2 separate regions of the Mus musculus genome follow, and region 1 is linked to region 2. Evidence: chromatin contacts called from public Hi-C data. All regions are on one chromosome and are shown on one strand. The core of a region is the stretch at or near the end of the contact, and the rest is flanking DNA. Distances in the headings are between cores, read along the strand shown.

The links. A called contact is a pair of places that touch in the nucleus more often than the background predicts.
Region 1: a contact with region 2 is called in a Hi-C map of the N1E-115 cell line, with 5 times the contacts expected there. The contact joins two enhancer-like sites. A contact is called at or near these places in 12 of 484 Hi-C or Micro-C datasets (the F1.1 cell line, the N1E-115 cell line, adipose-derived mesenchymal stem cells and 9 more), 1 of 115 datasets of contacts at active chromatin or transcription factors (pancreatic cancer cells) and 2 of 9 other capture datasets (embryonic trunk and pancreatic islet).

Annotation. Positions count from the first base shown.
Region 1 is chr2:4,332,147-4,336,877 of GRCm38.p6, reverse strand. All of the region lies in intron 1 of Frmd4a (FERM domain containing 4A), which reads right to left. Among named protein-coding and RNA genes, the nearest start is that of Gm23691, 47 kb to the left of the region's middle. Within about 2 kb of position 2,392, at least 32 of the 459 cell types and tissues checked have an H3K27ac peak or open chromatin away from gene starts, as enhancers often do. A contact at or near this core is called in the N1E-115 cell line, where this site is marked.
Region 2 is chr2:4,227,013-4,231,404 of GRCm38.p6, reverse strand. The region is part of intron 1 of Frmd4a (FERM domain containing 4A); the gene reads right to left. Among named protein-coding and RNA genes, the nearest start is that of Gm39752, 18 kb to the left of the region's middle. Within about 2 kb of position 2,629, at least 28 of the 459 cell types and tissues checked have an H3K27ac peak or open chromatin away from gene starts, as enhancers often do. A contact at or near this core is called in the N1E-115 cell line, where this site is marked.

The DNA.
Region 1 (4,731 bases), core at 1,143-3,642, 110 kb before region 2:
TAATGTGAGATCCGACTCAGGTGCTTGCCTTGCAAACACTTTACTGAGGTATCAGCCCAGCCTGCATGGGTGTTTTAAAGGCAGGCTGGTGAATCTGGACTTCAGCATGCTAGCCTAGGGAGACACTAAAACCCATGAAAGCACCACTTAAGCAAAAAGCATCAAATGGCATGGATTACTGACAGGCAAAAAACTAAATGCACTCTTGATGCATTTTCCAAACAACACTACCAACACAGTGCATTAAAAATCAACACCATGTCACTTTAGTATATTCTTCATTATTTGTAACATTATATACATATATGGAAGGAAGAATATATATATATATATATATATATATATATATATATATATATATATATATATATATATATATATATATATATATATATATATATTTCCTTTTGTTTTTCCTGTATTTCATCATTGCAACACTACAAAGCTATTACTCTGGTACTGTAATGGAGAAAACAAAGACCAGGAGAGAAAAACAGAGTTTTTTTTTTGTTTGTTTGTTTTTTGGTTTTTGGCAACATTCTTCTCGTGCAGTTAGTTATTCTTTGAATGTCTCTCAATGCTGCTTTTTGTTGAAATGAAATGATCATGTTCTTGACAATTCCCCATGAGGCTTTGAGCTCCTGAGGATGAAGATCATATCATTTTCAATGTCTCTTTAAGCCAGCTCTGCTGGCCAGTGGACATGAAGGTCTCAGGGCAGGTGGGAGTTGCCAGGACTTGATAAGTCTATTCTGGAAGGCATTTGGACCACCCGTGGTCCAGCACAGGTTTGAAGCTTTTGGCTTCCCTTCCTTCTTCCAACCCCCTCAGTTGGCTCTGGAGTATACTAACCAAGCCCTGTTATCCTAGACTGGGGTTAGCGAACTAGTTTAGACTTGCCATCCCGACCTTCCTCCTAGCAACTGCTTTCTGGGACCACTCATGGGAGTCAAGTTCAAGTTGCAAACAGGGCTGTGTAGATCAGAAACGACTTCTCTCCTTGAGCCAACCAGCTTAGCTTGGCCAGGGAGGGACCAGGGACAAATAAGAAAGCCAGCCCTCCAGTCCCAGAGGCCCACAGGCTCAGGTAACATAACTGCCACTCAGCAAATGGCTGCTGAATTGAATTGGACTAGATTGAATTGTGGTTACACGGGAATGTTTTCCTGGGACTGGCGGCTAATAAGTCAATATTCTCTTCAATATACTTCAGCTGTTAATGGAAGGCCTGAAAAAGTCTCTGGGGAAACAAGGGGCTTGGCTACCCAGCTCCCTTGATTTTGAAGTTTAATTTTACTTTTATTTTTAATTGTATTTGTGTGTTTGTATATGTGAGTGTACATGTGGGTAGCTATATGTGCACATGTGTGCATACACACGTGGAGGTCAGAGGTCATATTAGATTGTTCCTCCAGAGCCACCCATCTTAGTTTTTGAGACAGAGATCCTTACTAGGACCTGTAAGTCCCAGAGTAGACTAGGTCTGCTGGCCTGTGAGACCCAGGGCTCTGGCTGTCTCTGCTTCACCATTGCAGAGATTCAAACCCTATGCTACCCCTCTAGGCTTTTTATGTGGATCCTTGGACTTGAACTCAGGTCTTCATGCCAGTGTGACAAACACGTTACCAAACAAATGATCTCCCCAGCCCTTTGAAGCCCAATGCTCTATATCAGGTGATAACCTGACAAGACAAAAGAGAAGTAAGAGGGTAAGAGAAGATTTGCTAAAGGCCAGGAGCCGGGTCCCCAATCTCATTTGTAATCACAGCAATGTCTGCAGAGACAGAATTATCTAGACCAAGTTATCATTCCAAATGCCAGGATGGAGACGAGGCGGCACTGGCCTGGAAAGTAACATTTCAGGAAAGCTTCCGATTTCATCAACCTGCAGACTTCCCCTTCCTCTTGAGTCTCTCAGCACATTTTGTTTTTGTGGTCCCCCAGAACTCCCTTAGATTCATAACTTGTCATTGAAAAGATTAAGGTTTTTTTTTTTCCCATGATGGTTGTTCATTTTTGAGAGATTTTCCTCAAGTTTATTTTACACAAGATTTATTGGTGACATAGCTGCTGTTTCTAGTAACACAAAGGTTACTACAAAGGTATGCCTCCTTCAAGGACAAGAATTCCAGAAAAAGCGCATCTCCAGAAACTGTGTCTATAATCAGAGAAGGGGCCAGGACGGGGAGGGAGTGTCCATATGAAAGCCATCTAGCACCTGGGGCCTGGCTACCAAGGAACTGTCCCTGATGCACCCCCCCCCCCCCCCCGCCCCCAGACATTGTATGTGGGGAGAGGAGCATGAAGCCTGGAGCTATTTAAACATCGTGGTTCATTAGGGGATTATACACCGCCACATCACACCTAGAAAGTACAAATCCAGCTGTGTCTGCCTGATGCCAAACAGCGTGGTGAGCCAGCAAACGGGGAAAGAGGCCAAGCCTGCTCAAGTTGACTTAATGAAATAAACTGGGTTGCAAAAAGCTGTCAGCCAAAGAGAAGTCTGTGACTGCCCTTTGAAGAGGAAGCCAGAAGAATTTGGTTTCCCTCCCCCAGCTCCAGCAGACTGGTCCCTCTCAGGGTGGGCTGGAGATCTCAGGACTGACACCTCCCTGGCAAGTGGGAATGCCACCAATCTGAACTGTTGGTGGCTGCAGGAAACAGATACTTCTGTCTTCCTTTTGGAAGTGTTCCACATTTCCAGACAACTGACTGTGAAGTATCAGCCTCTTGTGCAAAGTGTCATCTTTGGGCCAGGGCTGATGCTCAGGGGTAGAATGCTTGCCTAGTCTGTGAGACCCTGGGTTCCATTCCCACCATTGCAAACAAGGAAACTGAAGGGCTGAAGAGATAGCTCACCGAGGAAAGTGCTTGCTGGGGCTGAGTTTGATCCTCAGAACACAGGCAGAAAGCCAAGTGTGGTAGCATGTTTGTAACCTCCCATACTGGGGAGGTAAAGTAAGATCCCCGAGGCTCCCTGGCTACACAGTCCAGTTGAAATCTGCGAGCCTCAGATCAGAAGAGGACTTCTTCCAAACAGCAGGTAGGTAAACTCCCAAGGAAGGCCATCCAAGGTTGTCCTCTGACTACCACACTTACATGCATCCATATACACAGGTGCACCCTCACAAACCTATGTCCCATCCATGAGATAAAACCCCAATAGCAAATTTCTCATAGGTTTGAGTGAGACATGGGTCCAAGTGTTTGATTCCAGAGAATCCTGTGTGAGTGAGCCAACACAAGGAGAAGGGGCTGAGGAAAGCCCCAGGGTTCCTCCTTGGTGCTCTTGCCTCTCAGCCTTCTGCTGTGAAGAGTCACATCTGTCTCTTACCCAAGAATGTCACCACATGTAACTTGTGTGCACATTGCTCAGAAAACATCAGACCTTGCTTGGGAATCTGGAACCCATAAAAAGCACTTGCTTAGTCTCCACAGCCAGAGATACCATGCTTTAAATCACTGGCTTCTGCCACTTGCATGCTAGATGAATTTAAAGCAACATGCATTCTTTAATAACCCCGTCCTTCAGCTGGTGACCCTCTTCTATAGGGTCACCTTGCAGACTGAACTTAGAGCACCTCACATGGGCCCAGGCACCTAGGAAGGGATGTTCCATTAAGGTTATCCAGATCCTAATTGATGGCAAGGTGTTCCCCAGCCTCAAGGAAAGATGCTGGTCACTCTTGATCCTCCTCTGTTACCTGTCCCCCTCCCCCACAGCAAAGCAAAGTGAGCTTTGGTCCTACCTGGTAGACAGCATTGGGGATGCACCACGGTTTTAACATCAGCTGCAGACGATGTAGGTTTCCTTCCCTGCAAGTCCTTAGTAGCCGGCAAGCAAGGTCCCAGCTACATGGTACGTCTTCAGAGCCCAACAGCCCAGCAGCCATGCCAGCTCCAGGCCTTGCCCTGGCCCCTCTGTTCCCAGGCCTACATACGGGGGTTGTGTTCCTTTAGTAATGCAAAGTCCCAGAGTCACTGAGATCTAATCAGACAAGGCAAAAATGCAGTCAAAATGATTCTGCTTCCCCTCGCTCTCCTCTCCCACTACCTACCCTGGCTAATCTGGAGAGACTGTTTTCTTGCAAGGATTAGCACACGTCTCCCAGTCTCTGGGGACCCTGCAGGCACCAGGGAGGAATAAACCCTGGCCTGCAGATAACCACCTATCCTTGTCTCTCTATAGTCCTGCACACTGCTGGCTCTCTGGCAGGTCCAGACAAAACCGAAAAGAGTGTGAGGCAGAAACATTCCAGGGCGAGAAAGTGGCGGGGAGAGAGCTCCAGAGTCCGTTGCCAGTATCCCCATGACATTCCAACGATTTTTCTTAACTCTCCGAGACTTGGAGAACCCAGGAGTTTCTGCACGGTGAAGCCAAATGTTTAATTTTATATCAACACTGGAGCACTGGCTATTTTTCTGGGTTACTTGTAAGGCACGGGCCATTTTCCTTGGAATCATACTAAATTTAGGTTGGGATAGAAAGCGAGGAAGCTTATATCATGGATTTAATAGCCACATCCACGATTATGGGGGAAAATGGAGAAAGGAGGTCACAGCAACATGTATCATTTTTTTTTTCTCCCTTAAGATCTATGACTGTGCAGGCTGTTTGATGGATAAACCATACATAGAACTTAACCTAAGAGAAAGACAGTCAGGTAAATGGGTTGCAACTGCTTGTGAGCTCAGCTTCCCTTTGGTTGGCTTTTTTGGGGGGTGGGGAGG
Region 2 (4,392 bases), core at 1,380-3,879:
CCAGATGCTTATGGTGTGTGAATGCTGGGAATAAACCATTCTTGTTTGCCTGAGACTGAGGGGGCTCCTCTGGGCTTGGGAATTTTGGTGTTAATGCTGGGAAAATTGAAGGCAAATCGGAAGCGGTTGGTTTGGAGTAGGCATGTAGTTTGGGGTGAGAGATACTCTGAGATGTACAACATGTCTTACTCGAATTGGGGTCAGATGTTGAAGTAAGGATAGAACGAGACAGCAGACCATCGCATCCGTTTGCACAACTACAGTCTGCTATTGTTACTATTTGGGCTTCTTCAGTTTTCTTTTCATTGATAGCAATTCCACGTGGACTGATGTGTTCAGTAAACTGGTTCTTGGTAGAATCCAGAATGGACAAGTCTGTTAGCACAAACAGCTGCCATGGCTCACTGACCTCAGTTTACCTCCATGAGAAACAGGCATCAAAGCATAAAGCCCTTTCACCCAGATATGGCCATATTTGATTTGTCTATATACCACATAGATTTCAAAGTCACTTGCAACTAATAGCTAATCTAAACGACAGTACTACCTAGGCTACATCACTAAAATGGAGGAGGAAACAGAGACTAAGAGTTATCTTTGAAGGAGACTGTTACCATAGCTTCTGTTGTACCTCAAAGGGGAGGTGGGGGTTATTTGCTATTTACAAGGGGGCAAACAGGATCCCTTTATATTTATAAAGTCCCCTTGGTATCTGGGAGGACAATAGCAGCTATGGAGGCTGACCGTCTGGGATGCAAATTCCTCTGACTTTCCCGTACTCTAATGACCTTATCTATGAAAGGGGAAAGTAATTTAGTCCCCGTGGAGAGATTTGCTGAGGTGATTGAAAAGGGAAATCAAAGACTGAACAAACCAATCACAGCTGGGTGTTTGGAAGTCACATTATGTAAGTGTATACATCTCTGTTCAGGACTCAGGCCTGCCCGTTCTGCGAGTAGAAAGTGTGCCTTGGTTAGCCCTGGACCCAATGCAATATAGCTAAGTCCTAAGTCACTTGTCTTCCTAGGCTAGTCATGATAGACTTTTAAGAAAATATGCATTTATTTATCTGTGTGTGTGTTTGTATGGGTGTGAGTGTCAGAGCGAGAGGGAGTGAATATGAATATAGGGACCAGGTTTCAGGCCTGCTCACAAGTGCCTCTAGCCCCTGAGCCACCTGGCTGGGTTCTGTTTATTTATTTCTATTAGATCCTGTGTCCTGCATCCATCCATATATCTGTCATTTGTTTACGTATCTCTCCAGCTTTGGTCTTAGTATAGTTTGTCTCTTCTGAAACTTACCCTGACCTCTGCTGGTCCGGCAGGCTGAGAGGCAGACCTAAGGGCAGACTTACACAGCTGGAGCATTTTGAGTGGCTTGCTTCCTTTCTCTTGGGGATGGAGTCTGTTATCACTAGAATGGGTCGTTACAAATATAAGCTCCCCTACCCATGCCCTTCTTGCTGTAACTTCACTTTATTATGTCTTTAATTCCTTTCTGATTTCCACCATGGGTCAAATATAATGAAGCTCGTTTTGTAAATAACTCAGCCTCAGGTAGTCTACTACAGCACGAGGAAACAGATCAAGATGTCCTCTGCCTGAACTTCCTGTCTGACTACCTATCATCTATTTATCCATTCTGGGTTGCCTTGTGATGCACACCACACCCCTTGGCAGAGAGAGGAAGATATGGCACTCTGATGGATGCTCGAGCCCCCTTTACAGTTGCTGGCTCTTGCATTAGCACCTGGGTGGTAAGGAAGGCAGCATCCTGCTCGGCTTCTGGGAAAATAGTGGGTTTTGGAACATTTTAATGATGGGGAAGGTCAAGAACTTGAATGCAGTTTCCTCTCTGCAGATCTTCCCTCCCCAGCCTCACTCCTTTTATCATATGAGATTTCTTTGCATATCTGAAGAAAGTTATCAACATCTTTCTTGTCTTTTTTTTTTTTTTTCTGGACAAATACTTTCAGCTCCATTCCAATAAAATTCAAATTTTCTTCTCTAAACACAATAGTCCTTAGCACAGTGACAAGAGCAGAGTGACCTGTCTTACTTCTTTGTGTGTGTACATGTTGATGTGCACACACACATCTGGATAGATGCACATGTTCCTCTGCACACACACATCTGGGTTGATGCATATACGTGTGTAGAAATGTGCATGCAGGATCTGAGGCCATCACTGAGTTCTTCCTTTATGGGTCTCTATCTTACTCCTGGGCATCGGGCTTTCTCACTGAATCTGGAGCTCCCTGAATGGCTAGACTGGCTTCCATCAAGCCCCTGCGACCCTCTTATCTCTGTCTCCTCTGAGCTGGGATTACAGACAAATGCTATCACTCCCAGCCCTTTCCATGGGAACTGGAAATTGAACTCGGCTCCTGGAGCTTCCATGGCAAGCACTTCACTAACTGAGCCATCTCCCCAGCTCAGCCATGTGACTCTCTACAAGATGCTTATGATAAGATCTTCTTCCTGTCCTGATCGTAAGCTGATAGCTTCGTGCTCAGAGCTAGAGAGCATTGGTCTTTTTAATGGTTTCAGCTGTGTGTGGACACCACAGGGCTTATTGTCAGTGAAGTCCTTGGTGCTGTTTCCTAGCAGCTGAAAATGCATACATCTCTCCTCTCTCCTGCTCACTCTGCCCTTCCAGCCTGCAGCAGTTCCCTCTAGAGGTTCATTCTGTCACCAGCAGATTACCCATTCTGCCTGGCTTTGTGTCATCTGCCTGACAATGTCACTGAGCAGAGGAGGGATCCCAATGAATGAGACAGTCACTCTGAAGTGTGCCCGACCTTGCTCACCTCTTTCAGCCTGCCCATCCCCCAGATTCTCTTTGCGCTGTGCTCATGTGTCTTCTAGGATCTGTCTTTGGGCTCAGCTGTTTGGCTCATGAAGACCACTGTAGGTGTGTGTATGTGTATGTGTGTGTGTGTGGGGGGGGGGGCTTGCTTCTGTCTCAACATGCTGACTGTTTCTTTCCTGTTGGGATTGTGGAATCCTGGGTTTCTATTTAATTCTGGAACTACTCTCAGTAGCTCCCCAGGGCTTCATCTGACCCCACACCTTACACAACTTCTTTTTACATCCTCCTTCATGATGTCTTGCCTCTGAGCACTGCTACGCTAACCTTCAGTTCAGGTCTGCTGTTAGGAGGTTCCATGAAAATAACACAGGGGGAAGGGAGGCTTCTTATAGCAAACACCGCTATCTCAGCCCTCATGGTTCACTTAGGAAGATAATACACGGCGCAGAGGCGGCGGAGGGCGGGGCCCCCGTCATTGATACATTGGTATCAAAGGCAAGGTGGATTAGAGGTCTTCTCTATCACAGACCTGTAAGGAAATCCTAGTTGAGAAAGAAGGTGGTGGGGACTCATCCCCTTAACCCCTATAGTCTTGTCACCACCTCTTCAAAGCCACTTTCTTGGAGTGCCCCTAGAACTTGAAATCTCTTTCCTCTCACAGCTGATCTTCCTGTCACAGTTGGCTCCCAGTGTCATCTTCTTCCCACAGGATCTGCTGCTGGCTCTCAAAGGGTATTTCCACGGGGGAGGGAAGGGTATCTAATGTGATTGCTGCTGGCCAGCTTCCCATCCATTGTCCAACTGTTCTTCATTGGTCTGGGCAGCTAGCCCCATGCATGCACAACATGAGGCGGCTTATCAGCACCATTTCCCACACAGGACTGGCGAGTCCAGCGGTGTGCTGTCACCTGCTGTAGGAGAACAAAGGCCTTCTCCCCCCATCTTCTTCCCCAGAGTGCTGGGAATCAGGCCAGCTTCATTCTGTGTTTTCAAACATGCTAGTTTCTGTGGCAGCTTTTATAATGATTATCTCCCGAGAGTCTTGGCCTCAAAACACTTTATTTATTGAGGGTGGAAAAAAATTCACCCTTTTTAACCATTAAAACCAAGAAGGTATAGTTTTACTGGAATGTTTTCCCTTGTGGGAAAATCTCTCCTTTGCCGCTTGAGGGGAGCCATTGGCCATAGTGTGCACTGACTGGATGGGACCAGCCTATGGCAGAGAGCCAGGGCTCATAGGTCAGATACACAGGTATTTTCTAGAACGTGTTTTGTGCTATCTTTCTAAGTCCATAAATTCAGCCCCTGGGCATACATTGCTTTGTGAGACTTGTACTCTTCCACGTGAGTAAGTCCAGTTATTCCCTGGGAGAGCGAAGGTGACATTCTCAGGGAGGAAGAGAAGAGCAGAAATGTCTCTGGAGTGGGTGGCACTGTGACTGTGTGGCACACACAGTAAGTATAAAATAGTAACGTGTTGCTGGCAGCAGGGAGAGTATTTATAGCAGAGACCTAAGGATGACTGGGGAGGAAAAACCCTCTGAATAGTGACTGGCGGAGAGGCTCCAAGCTGATGTTTT